Linked DNA regions of Mus musculus: region 2 is linked to region 1. A link is a contact called in public promoter capture Hi-C data. All regions are on one chromosome and are shown on one strand. Each heading gives the region's core, a stretch centred on a gene start, on an enhancer-like site or on the middle of the called end of the contact. The rest is flanking DNA. Distances are from core to core; before and after follow the strand shown. Region 1 overlaps Gtf2i (general transcription factor II I). Region 2 overlaps Clip2 (CAP-GLY domain containing linker protein 2).

Region 1 (3,507 bases), core at 466-2,965:
TCTGTAGAACAGGTCGGCCTCGAACTCCGAGATCTAATTTGCCTTTGCCTCTGCCTCTGCCTGCCAGTGGTATTAAAGCCACCTGAGTTTTATTCCTTTCTGTCAGCCTCTCCCCTCTGCTCCCACTTTGCAGCCATTCTACTTTAGTCTCTGGATTTGAGCCTTCCAGGCGTGCCCCGGGACTAGAGTCACGTGGGCTTTGCCCTTCCGCGGTGGTTCTTTCATTTGCAGTACTCCCAAGTATTACAGCATGCGTGATGTCTTAGTTACGTCTCGATGGCTATGAAAAGCACCGAGGCAGCTTATAAAGGAAAGCATTTAATTTGGGGCTAACAGTTCCAGAGGTTTAGAGTGCATGACCATCATGGCAGGGAGCATGCCGGCAGGTGGGTGGGCAGGCGGGCGGGCAGGGTATGGGGTGCTGGAGCTGGCAATTTGCACTTGCTCCACAGGCATGAGGCAGAGAGAGCTAGCTAGTTGAGAATGGCTTGGGCTTTTGAAATCTCAAAGCCTACCCCCAATGACATCTCCAGCAAGGCCACACCTCCTCCTCCTCCTCAAACAGTTCCATCCACTGGGGACCAAGCATTCAAATGTAAGAGCCATTGGGGGCCATTTGCAGTCAGACCACTACAGATGAGACACTCCTTCCTCTTTTTCCTTTTGGAGACAGTGTCATTAGCCCAGACAGGCCTTGCGTTTACATTGTCCAAGGATGTCATTGAACCTCCTGCCCCTGCCTCTTAGTGGTGGGACCACAGGTGTGCACAAGACGGGCTGGAACCCAGGCCTTCATTCTGGTCAGGAAAGCACTCTCGCAGCAGAGCCACGTCTCCAGCCCAATGTCCTGCTTGTAAAGACGCAGTGATGTTCATTACATGCATAGCTCACATTTTGCTAATTCCGGCCACCGTTAGACTGTTAGAATGCCATGAATCTGAGAGCACAAATCATATTGCAGTCCCAGAAGTGCAGTGGCTGGACTGCATAATTCTCTTTTGAGTTTAATTTTGTTTTAAGGAATTATCCAAAGCAGCAGTGCAGCAGTTTGAAGCTTTCCAATTCTCTCCACATCTTTTCTAGCTGTTACTATCTTACGTTTTTGTTGTTTGAAATTCCTATGTGCCGTCTTGTTGATACCATAGAACCAAAAACTATGCCTGAAGAGAGTGTGTGTTAGGATTCATAGGTACTACCCAGGGCCCTGCAGCCTCTTCCTTAGAGAAGAAGCTTGGCTCGGCCACAGTAACGCCACCTGCTCTTTCTGTGGGTGCACACAGGGGAGAGGCAGAAGTTTGTGGCTTGCCTGTGAATTGGATCACGAAGTGTGGCTGCTCTCCCTGGAGAGGATGTCACTGGGTCTGGGTGCCATCTGGGTTTAGTTGGGGTGTGATGCTGAGCTAATTTTACAGAAATGACACGCCACGGGAAGTTGAGCACATATCTTAAAGAAAGCTATGAAACTATAAATGACGTGGGCCGGGACGCATAGAGCACTGGCCATGGTGGGTCTTCTACATTCACCTCCCTGTGTTTTCCTCGTGCAGGAATCATGGCCCAAGTAGTGATGTCTGCCTTGCCTGCCGAAGATGAAGAGTCTTCAGAGAGCAGGATGGTGGTGACCTTCCTCATGTCTGCCCTGGAGTCCATGGTGAGATTCTGTGGCTCTGCCAGTGGTTTCTGTGAAACAGTAACTAAACGGATTAATTATTACTCCTTTCTTAGATGCTGGGATTGAGCCATCGCTGTGTCTCGTGTGGTAGGCCAGCGCTCTACCACTGTCTCCCTGGGGCCTATTATTATTTTGAGGCCATCTGACCTGCACTGTCTGATCCTTTTTGTCTCGGTCTCCAAAATGTTAGGATTACAGCAGGCAAGCACTCTTGTAACTGAGCTGCATCCTCGCAGTCCCAAGGTTTCAGCTTTGGAGTCAATACTTTCCAACCAGGTTTCATAGAACGTCTCTGTGCTGGGACTCAGGCCAGGCGTGGTCCAGCATTGTGCTCTGCACCCTGCACATCCCCAGCCCTCAGGTTCTTCAGGAGGTTTAATTCCATCAGAAAGCTTTCGTAAAGTCAGTCAGAGGTAGGAGGGTCTTTTTAGTATTCTAGCACACTTTGGGCTATATAATGAGACCCTGTCTTAATATACCAAAAAAAAAAAAAAAAAACTCCAAAGAAGCCAAACACTTAGGCATGGAATTGCCTTATGAGTGGGCTTCAGATCTGCTCTCAGGTGGTGGCACTAGTTCCTCGGGCTCCTAGACCACCTAGCAGTGCCTCACTACGACTACAGTTTCAGACTTCCCCGATACAGCACCCCTCCCCTGCCAGCTCTTCCTGGCAGCAGAGGCGGCTGACCCTTGGGACGCTGCCCTCCCTAAGGCCTCACAAAGTGCACGTCTGCAAATCTGAGTTTGTATCTTGAGGAATCTTACCTTGTGTGTATGTTCTTGCTTTCATTCTTTTTTTTTGTTTTTTGGTTTTTTTTTTTTGTTTGTTTGTTTTGTTTTTTTGAGACAGGGTTTCTCTGTATAGCCCCGGCTGTCCTGGAACTCACTTTGTAGACCAGGCTGGCCTTGAACTCAGAAATCCTCCTGCCTCTGCCTCCTGAGTGCTGGGATTAAAGGCGTGCACCACTACCGCCCAGCACTTTCATTCTTCCTGTACGTTGTTTTTGTTGTTTTGATTTTGTTTGACCCCCCAGCCCCTTTAGAACTAGGTACAGCATCTACTTTCACTTAATTTAAAGATGTAAATGACCAAAAAAAAAATCTGTCATCACTGGTACAGAAACACGCCTTTAATCCCAGCACTCGGGAGGCAGAGGCAGAGAGGCAGAGAGAGAGGCAGAGAGGCAGAGGCAGGCGGATTTCTGAGTTCGAGGCCAGCCTGTTCTACAAAGTGAGTTCCAGGACAGCCAGGGCTACACAGAGAAACCCTGTCTCAAAAAACAAACAAACAAAAAAACCCAAAAAGATGTGAATGACACTTGCGTCCTGATTATATATTAAGACGCTTTTTTTTTTTTTTGGTTTTTCGAGACAGGGTTTCTCTGTGTAGCCCTGGCTGTCCTGGAACTCACTCTGTAGACCAGGCTGGCCTCAAACTCAGAAGTCCGCCTGCCTCTGCCTCCCGAGGGCTGGGATTAAAGGCGTGCGCCACCACGCCCGGCATTAAGACACTTTTTAAGTGTTAGGTTTTTAGATTTATCTAGAAAGAATCAGTGCTTTTAAATCGCTATACATAGTGTAATGTTGTCTGGTTTTGTTTCAGTGTAAAGAGCTGGCCAAGTCCAAGGCTGAGGTGGCCTGCATTGCTGTGTATGAGACCGACGTGTTTGTTGTTGGAACCGAAAGAGGGCGTGCTTTTGTCAATACCAGAAAAGATTTCCAAAAAGACTTTGTGAAGTATTGTAAGTGCAGTGTTTTTATTGTTATTTATTTTATTTTATTTTATTTTATTTTTGTAGTTTGCAAATTTTAAATACAATTATTTTTAGATACGG
Region 2 (3,769 bases), core at 350-2,849, 210 kb before region 1:
CATTACAGGCTCTCAGGCCCGCGTGTCCATCTAGACCTAGTGGTCTGCATTTGTGACTGTTTCCCAAGTTCCTGAGGGACCTTAGAAACCTCAGCCGTAGGTCATTTCTGAGTTCCACTCGGGTTGATCTGGGCCTGGTGGCACCCTAGTTTTCAAGTATAGCTGGAGCAAGATGATTATAAGCTCAAGGCTAGCCTGGGCTACGTACCAAGTCTAAGCCAACCCGTACTTCTTAGCAAGACCCTGCCTGGAAGGAAGGGAGGAGGGGCTGGAGCTGGGGCTCAGTCGGTAGAATGCCTGCTTAGCATGTGTGACGCTCCGGGTTCAGCTGGTAACGCCACCGTGGGGAGGTGGAGGCCGGGGGCTCGAAATTGAGGTCATCCTTGGCTACGTGGCAAATTCAAGGCTAGTCTGGTTAGCTGACAATGAAAGCTGGACATGGGGTGCACTCCTGTAACCCCAGACCTCAGGAAACAAAAGCAGGAGGATCAGGAGTTCAAGGCCAGCCTTGGCTATGCAGTGAGTTTGAGGCTAGTCTGGAATAAATGAGACTCCAAAAAAGGAAGGAAGGAAGGGAGGGAGGAAGGAAAGAGGGAGAGAGGGAGGGAAGGAAGGAAGGAAGGAAGGAAGGAAAGAAAGAGGGAGGGAGGGAGGGAGGGAGGGAGGGAGAAAAGAGGGAGTGAGGGAGGAAGGGAAGGAGGGAAGGAAGGAAGGAAGGGAAGGAGGGAGGGAGGGAGGGAGGGAGGGAGGGAGGGAGGGAGGGAGGGAGGGAAAAAGCCAGGTATCCTTCCCCAGCCTGAAGCTGTTGTGATTTGTGGTTTTGTTACAGCCAGAGGGACAGCACAGGTGGTTATGTCTGGCTTATCTGAAGGACAGCAGTCCCCCTGTAGGGGACAGATGGGTGGGCTTGAGGGGAGAGGGGGGCTGCCAGAGCTAAGCCCTCTGCACCTGCTCCCATCAACAGATCTTAGCAACGATCGGTTGTAGGGAAATGCACACATGCACACCCCTGGCCGGCAGTTCAAGGGACTGGAGTCAGGGTGGTGTCAGGTGCTCACAGACCCTTGGCGACTCTGGGTCAGCCTGTCTGTCTGCCACCTGTCTGTATCTTTTACTACATCTCCTCCTTATTCCAGCCTGCCAGATTGCTACCACCCAAGCTATCCCCCGGAGAGAACCTGGTTGGTCCCAGGGCTGCCAATAGGCTGGCAGGCATTGAGGCAAGGGACAGAACAAGACAAATAGTGTCACATGGCCAGTGTAGCCAGAAAGACTATCACATCCTGTGTTTATATTTTTATTTTTGATTCTAAAGACTAAATTGTGACCATATTCAGAGCAATCAGAATGTGAATTGAGGTAACATTAACTTAATCCCTGCCCCACATTTGGTTGTGGTTGCGTTGTTTGATACTACACGGGCTGGCCTGGACCTCAGAATTCTCCTGCCTCAGCCTGTAGGTGCTAGGATTCCAGGCTTGAAGCCACCTTGCCTGTTTCCCCCAACCATCTTAAAAGACAAAGCAGGAGGCTATAGGGATGGCTCAGTGGCTAAGAATACTCACTACACTTCCGAGAACGTGGCATTCGAGTTCCAGATGGCTCACAACCTCCTAGATCTCCAGCTACAAGGGTTGTAGTGCCCTCTGCTGACCCCAACCGGCACCTGCACACACACCCATGGAAACGCGGGCATGCTTGCACAAGTAAAAACAAATCTTTTAAAAAGTGAAAACTGGGACCCGGGAGGTTGCCCGCGGCTAAGAGCACTTGCTGCCCTCATGGAGGACCTGAGGGTTCTCCCAGCACCCGAGAGGTACTTCACCATCTGTAACTTCAGTTTCAAGGGATCGGATTGTTTTCTGGCCTCCAAGCTCATGGCCTCAAAACATACATGGTTTATACATATGTGCAGGAAATACATTTGCACACATAAAATAAATACATAAATCTAAAAACGTATAAGTTAAAACCAAGGTCCGGGGGATGTGGCTCAGCAGCAGAAGACTTACCCAGAAACTCAAACTGGGGGGCCTGGGGACATGACTCGGCTGATCACATGGCTAGAACTCCCCAGTTAGGGGGCCACGATGAGGCTCATCAATACAGAGCCTGAGTTTGGATTCCTAGCACTCTCATTAAAAATGGGCACAGCAGCCAGGCATGGTGGCACACACCTTTAATCCCAGTACTAGGGAGGCAGAGGCAGGCGGATTTCTGGGTGTGAGGCCAGCCTGGTCTACAGAATGAGTTTCAGGACAGCCAGGGCTACACAGAGAAACCCTGCCTGAAGAAACAAAAACAAAAATTGGCATGGCACAGGTCTAACCTTGTTGCTGAGATTGGCCAGTTGGCATAATTCAGTGGAGTGTGATTAAGGTCTGACATAGACTAGGGTGATGCATGCCTTTAATCCCAGCACTTGGAGGCAAAGGCAAGAAGGTTTCTCTTTCTCTCTTTCTGTGAGTTCGAGGCCAGCCTGGTCTGTAACCTGGTGAGTTCCAGGACAGCCAGAACTATACAGAGAAACCCTGTCCTGAGCACCTCCCCTGGACCCCTCAACATAGACACACACAGACACACACACACACACACACACACACACACAGAGAGACACACACACACACACACAATTACCTGACATCCACCTCTGCTCTCCACATGCATATGAACACACAAAGTCAAAATTGAAAGCCCAAACCCTGTCCCAAACATAATAGTTGGTCCCTTGGGGCTGGGTCACCCTGTCTTCTACTGTCTTCATGACTAAACTCATCATTGCTCATTAAGCGTCCCTGTCGATCTTCCTCTGCTGACTGGCTGCCATTAGGTGCCTGGGCTCCAATCTTTCAGTCTCCATGGCTGCCACTTCTTGCTGGCATCTGAGTGTATTAGCCCTGCCGTCTAAGCCCCGCCCACCCCCTTCAGGACTTGCTGCAGGGTTGTGTGTGTGTTGGGGTGGGGGGTGATCGCTTTAACCTGTGTTTCTCTAAGGGTGAGCAGTACCCTCCCCTCTCTCTGGAGACAAACCTAGTTTCCAGTCTGGTCCCCTAGAGTCCCCCAGGGTGTGTGTCCTCTGCGCGTCCCTGCTTACATGCAGAGATCCATCATGAGCCCTCCAAATGCCAGCCCTGTGCCACCCAGAGAATGTCATGCTTTGTTCTCGAATGAAACGGGTGTTGTAAAGAGGGGACAAAGGTACCCTTGTCCTTCCAGAGACCAGGCGTCCTCTGCAGAATCTGGGCAGGGTGAGGAGAGGGGAGGGATGTCGAATCAAGCTAGGCTCTGGGAAGGGCAATGGGCATTTGCCCAGTCCCCACCCAGCAGGCCTGCCTGAGGAGAATCAAGATGGTGTGTGTTTTGAGTTAGCCAGGCATGGTGGCACATACCTGTCATCCCAGTGCTAGGGAGGCTGAGGCAGAAGAATTGCAGGTTCAAGGGCATCCTGGGTTACACACTGAGTTCCAGGCTAACCTGGGCATGGTACGGTCTTCATACTTGGGGAGTGGGGGGTCAGCCTTAGCAACATAGTGAGTCCCTGTCTCATAAAACTAAACCAAAGTCCAGAGTCAGGATTACAGGTTCAAAGGCCAGACTGGGATACACAGTGAGTTTTAGGACAACCTTGGCTGTATAGCAAAACTCTGTTTGAAGACCCCAAAAAGAAAACAGATGTCGTAGTGCACACCCTAAATCCTAGCACTCAGGAGGTGACTATAAAAAGAAGGGTCCTGTGAGATGGCTCAGCAGGAAAAGAATCTTGCTACCA

The links. Capture Hi-C pulls out chosen DNA fragments and counts their contacts.
Region 2: a promoter capture Hi-C map of pancreatic islet shows a contact between it and region 1. The contact joins two enhancer-like sites. A contact is called at or near these places in 1 of 484 Hi-C or Micro-C datasets (nephron progenitors), 1 of 115 datasets of contacts at active chromatin or transcription factors (memory CD8 T cells) and 3 of 9 other capture datasets (adipose tissue, liver and pancreatic islet).

The regions. Positions count from the first base shown.
Region 1 is chr5:134,293,654-134,297,160 of GRCm38.p6, reverse strand. Gtf2i (general transcription factor II I) reads left to right here. Exons shown (of 34, transcript NM_010365.4): 2 at 1,548-1,651; 3 at 3,276-3,414. The coding sequence starts at 1,553. Among named protein-coding and RNA genes, the nearest start is that of Gtf2i, 19 kb to the left of the region's middle. Within about 2 kb of position 1,715, at least 48 of the 459 cell types and tissues checked have an H3K27ac peak or open chromatin away from gene starts, as enhancers often do. A contact at or near this core is called in pancreatic islet, where this site is marked.
Region 2 is chr5:134,505,366-134,509,134 of GRCm38.p6, reverse strand. All of the region lies in intron 8 of Clip2 (CAP-GLY domain containing linker protein 2), which reads left to right. Among named protein-coding and RNA genes, the nearest start is that of Clip2, 45 kb to the left of the region's middle. Within about 2 kb of position 1,599, at least 50 of the 459 cell types and tissues checked have an H3K27ac peak or open chromatin away from gene starts, as enhancers often do. A contact at or near this core is called in pancreatic islet, where this site is marked.